Regions from separate parts of the Gossypium arboreum genome. Here region 2 is linked to region 1. Evidence: chromatin contacts called from public Hi-C data. All regions are on one chromosome and are shown on one strand. Each heading gives the region's core, a stretch centred on a gene start, on an enhancer-like site or on the middle of the called end of the contact. The rest is flanking DNA. Distances are from core to core; before and after follow the strand shown. Region 1 holds the start of LOC108485989 (glutaredoxin-C6-like). Region 2 holds the start of LOC108484227 (mitochondrial carrier protein CoAc1-like).

Region 1 (2,700 bases), core at 22-2,521:
GGGATACTACCATATCATGGCATTCAACAAAGCAAACATTAGTTGCTACTTCTTCAAATCATGCAGAAATAATTGCAATGCGTGAGGCACAAGTCGAGAGTGTATTTGGCTAAGGTTATTGACCCAACATATCTAGAAAATATGCAATTTGCCTTTACAAGAAAAGATGTCAACTATCTTATATGAAGATAATGCAGCTTGTATAGCTCAATTGAATGGTGGTTACATCAAAGGTGATAGAACGAAACATATTTCACCAAAATTATTATTCACCCATGATCTTGAGAAAAGAGGTGATATAAATGTTCAACAAATTCGTTCTAGTAATAATTTAGCAGATCTTTTTACTAAGGCATTGCCAACTTCAACATTTGAAAGACTACTAACAAGATTGGAATCTATCGAGTCAAAGATGTAATGTAATGTTGCCATCCGGGGGAGTCTAAAAACAAGTTGTACTCTTTTCCTTTAATCAAGGTTTTATCCCATTGAGTTTTCTTGGTAAAGGTTTTTAACAAGGCAGCTTGTAATAGAAGGTTTTTATCTCACAGGGTTTTTCCTAATAAGGTTTTAATGAGGCACATTATCTACTAATGGACATCCAAGGGGGAGTGTTATGAATATGTTATTAAGTGAATGTCCATCATGATGAAGATAAAGTTTTGATGTATTTTAAATTCTAGTAGTCATTAGAATTAGATCTCTACTTCTTTTATACTTCTTATGCCTATAAATAGAGAGGCTGATGAAGCATTGTAATCATCCGTTTTGATCAATAAAGTGCATTCTCTATTGCTTTCATATTTTATTTGGTCTTTATTCTCTCAATCTCTCTTTATTTTATAATAAATTTTATATTTTTATAATTATGTGGATATAAATAATCTTACATTTCGATAATAAAATGCAACTTCAATATTAAAAGTTTTAACCCTTAATTAAATCTATTAACTTTCACATAATCCATTAATAATATTGTAAATCTAATTATTGTCAGCACATCATATATAATTTTTGATTAATTAATATCACATTTAACAAAGATTACTAAACTAAACAAAGTAGAAAGAGAAAATAAAATTTTAAAGCTTTTATTATTTATTTGAGAAATCCCAAATTCTCCACGCCCAAAAAAAAAAAAAAAAAAGAACCCAAGATCCCACAACATAAAAGAGATGGTATATAAGACAGTACTTTATGATGTAAGCAAGCATTGCCCCCAACCCAAACCCAAAAGCTTTCTTGTTTTTATATTTAACAAATTGTTGCCACTCGACATTACCATAATCACAATAAAGCTCCCTCTGTTGTTTTTTGGGGATGCAAAGCTTTTGATCCACTCCCACCATCATACCCTTCTTTCTCTTTTCATCCACCACTATGAGTAGCCCCACCGCAGGCGGCGGCAGCGGCCTTTCCATAGATGAGGAGGAGACGGCGGAGACTCGGATCAGGAGGCTGATATCGGAGCACCCCCTCATCATCTTCAGCAGGTCGTTTTGTTGCATGTGTCACGTCATGAAAAAGCTGTTGGTCACCATCGGGGTTCACCCCACTGTCATCGAACTCGATGACCATGAGTTCGCTTCCCTCCCTCGATCACCGTCCCACGATACTCTCATCTCCTCTCAGAATCTCTCCCCCGCCGTCTTCATTGGCGGAACCTGCGTCGGCGGGCTCGAATCCCCCGTCGCTCTCCACCTTAGTGGTCACCTCGTCCCAAAGCTTGTCGAAGTTGGCGTTCTCTTGGTATAATATATAGACACATAAATAATATAAACCAATTTTACTAGTTTTTTTATTTTAAATATTGGGACAGGCCACTTCCAAATGAGAAGTAACTAGTTTCTGCTTCCTTTTCCTTTGGGTTTAAATCTTAAATTCAAGTATTGCAGAAGGAATTAGACTTGTTTTTGTTTTTCGCTCCCTATTAGCTTTGCTGGTCAAATGAGTAAGAGTTCTGGGGGATTTGAGCTTTGTGGAGTTAGAAACAATGGGCAATGAGGGGAATGGGGGGTCCATTGCCAATTATTGAGCAATCAGAGCCATTGATATTTGCTGCCGTTAGGTTATAGATGAAAAAAGAAATTTGGGTTTTCTATTTTTAGAATGCCCCCCTTAAGAATTCAGATTCTTACATGGCTTTTGGGGGGATTGGGATTTTTTTTACAACAATTTTTTTATTTTTAATTAAAAATAAAAATTCCAACTCAAAATTTAAAACTTAAATGGTCCAAAATAATTTCTATTACACTAATAATTAATTAATTTTTCTTATATATATATATATATATATATTAAAATCATGCTTAGATGAAACTTGAGAACCAACCAAGAAAGATGAAATTAAGGAGGTAATAAGCTGTAAATTATATTACATATTTATTCCAGTTGCTTTGGAAAAATTGTTCAAAATTTAAAATATTTTTATTACATATTCAAATTATCGTTAGTTTTTTCGTTATTAAAATCGTTATTTTAATTATTAAATGTGACTTGAGATCTTGTGTCACATAAGATTGAAATATTTATTTTTCTCCTCTAAGAATCTCTCTCCCCCGCCGTCTTTACAATATTTATTTTTTTTAAATCTTTCATTTTAAATTATGTCACATAAGATTTTATGACATTTAACAGTTAAATAAACAGTTTCAATAATAAAAGGACCTGATTGATATAACATGATAGTTTGATGATTCA
Region 2 (2,700 bases), core at 26-2,525, 200 kb before region 1:
ATATTAATGTGAAATTAATTAAGTTTGTTATATTTTTTAAAACTTCTACTTAAAAATTACATAATATATTATTAATTAATGAAATTATAAATCTATAAAATTATTAAATATAACTGGATAAATTGAAAAAAATTCAAAGTTTTTTATTTAAATAAATATAATTTTGTAACAATTAATAATATTAAAATCCATTTTTATAATTAATAAAAATTAAATGTGTGAGATTAAAATTATATATATAAGAAGATAATATCGATATAATGGTAATTTATAAATTTATTTATTTATTAATAATATTTTCATTATCAATTTAATAATTATTATCATTTAATTAGACTTTGATCCATATTACTCTTATTATTTTCGATTAATTCTCACTTAATTAGTGTTATAGTTATATACCAATTAAAACTAATATTTACAACTATAAATATATGAATTAGCAAGTGATTTTCATTCAAAATAATATCTAAAGAATTATTAGAAAAAACCATATTTTAACATTATTTAATTAGTTTTGTTTTCATCATCAGAAAAATATTTTTTCATTATTATTTGAGATATCTACTTAGTAGTATTTACATAAATGTGAATGTTAAATGTTAAAATAAAGGTTTCATTTTGTCCGAATAACAAGCTACTTTATTATCAATTGTTTCTCAAATTTTTTATTTACATTACCTTTAAAAATTATTTTATTCTCTAAATTATTTTTCAAGATTGATAGGCTTTTATTGTAAAATAAATAAATTACCATTTAATTACCAAATAGATAATTTCATATAGAAAATTGACATGAAAATTAGAAAAAAAGTATAAATAAGATGATTATTAATTCATTTATTAAATTATATAAAAGAATTCATATATCAATCATTTATTTAGATGAGATTATCCTAACACATTTTTAATAATAAAGAGTTAAAAGGAATAAGAATTGTTTTTGTTATAGAAATTCATTCTGAATTAATTTCTAACACAGTTTACAAATCATCCTTAATCATTCTTTTCAATTAATTTGGATGGGTGATTTATTTATTTATAATTAGTGTAAAAATAATGATGATAATAAAATTAAATATTATAATAATATTATAATGTAATTAAAAATAGACTAAATATATTACATTGCTCCACACTCAATCGTGTATCCAAATTCACCAAGTTTATTTTATATATTTTTAAAATTTTGTTTCGTATATTTAAAAATTTCAATTGCGATAATATTAATTATTAGTTTCATAAAAATAAGGCATAAAATGGTTGCTGTTGTATGCGAAAAATCAGGCTGATCTGTTTCTACTAATTCCTAGGAGATTGAGCCGTAAATTAAGCCATCAAACCACACCACAGTATTCGTTTGACGATCCACCGACCTTAATGCAACTTTACAGTCAAAGCACATAGGACTTGTTCCCATTCAAAGTTGCAAGTTGCAACCCCAAAAAATAAAAAACAAGCCCCTTCGAACTTTGAAGTTTCAAAAAGAAATAAACTCGAGATTTTGAAAACAAAGAGGAAGAAATAGAAAAACCCAAAAAGGAAACATCCTAGGAGAATTGGTGTTTTTGGATTCTGGTTTTTACCCAATATATATTTACATGCTTTTTCTCCTTTGATTTAACTCTTTTTCCTGATATTTATAATTTCTGGGATTCTTTATTTTCTAAACCGCCTTTGGATTAATCCCACATCGGAAGTGATTGGCTTTTGAGGAGTAATTGAGGGTTAAAGTGGTGGCTTTGGCCTTTGGGTGCTTTAAAGGCGACTTTTTCATAAATCTAGATTGAGGGTATTGAAGCTTTTTATCGTATGGATCTCATGGGAGAAGTATTTTTATAGCTGATTTTTTTTTTTTTGTATCTTTGGATGTATCTTGTTTCTGTTGAAGGAAAGGATCGGCTTGTGAACCTGTCTGGCTTTGATTTAGATGGTCTCAGGCCATTGAAACTCCTACTACCCTTTGAAAAGAAATCGTTTTCGTTTTGTATCCCAATAGATAGATGGGATAAAGAGTTCTTCAAGCTTCAAGGTGGGTAATTTGGAATTTGACAGATTTGTTGAATTGTGGAAGATATTGGTGATATTATTTGGTTTGAGACATTGGGTTTGGATTGTTTGGAGATGGGTTTTCCTCAAGGCTCCACATTGACAACAAATATGGCGGGGCTTGTTGATGGTTCAAGTGCACGGGCTGAGGTTTCCTTCATTGATTCTTTGCCTGTTTATGTCAAAGAGCTAATAGCTGGTGGTGCTGCTGGAGCTTTTGCTAAAACTACCATTGCACCTTTAGAACGGATTAAAATACTCTTGCAGGTGAGCTACCTGATATTTCCGTGTTGCTGGTATATATTAACATCATTCATAGATGCTAACCCGAAATTGGTGTTTCTTATTTTAGCATTTTGCAATGCTCACTTACATGTTTTGCTTGCTTTTAGGTTTTGTAAAGTTGTTACTTTCTAATTTTAGAGTAGTCCTCTTAGAATCAAGTGATGATTTTGGCTGATGGATTTTTCCTGCAACATGGGTTTTGGTTACAATGGTGTTAAGGGTTAGTTGTATGATATGTTACTACGGATGGTAAAAGATAGTTATTGCCAAATCTACTGCCACTCAATCATTAGCATGATTTGCCTCGCTCCGCGATGGATGTTAAAATTTAAAAACCACTACCAACATCCATAACCATTCCGCTTC

What was found. Hi-C and Micro-C count contacts between places; a contact is called where the count stands out from the background.
Region 2: a Hi-C map of leaf shows a contact between it and region 1, with 8 times the contacts expected there. The contact joins the promoter of LOC108484227 here to the promoter of LOC108485989 in region 1. A contact is called at or near these places in 3 of 5 Hi-C or Micro-C datasets (all in leaf).

The regions. Positions count from the first base shown.
Region 1 is chr6:111,099,167-111,101,866 of ASM2569848v2, reverse strand. It overlaps LOC108485989 (glutaredoxin-C6-like), which reads left to right and starts at 1,271. Exons shown (of 1, transcript XM_017789821.2): 1 at 1,271-2,195. The coding sequence starts at 1,381. The coding sequence ends at 1,755.
Region 2 is chr6:111,304,109-111,306,808 of ASM2569848v2, reverse strand. LOC108484227 (mitochondrial carrier protein CoAc1-like) reads left to right here and starts at 1,275. Exons shown (of 7, transcript XM_017787940.2): 1 at 1,275-2,316. The coding sequence starts at 2,125.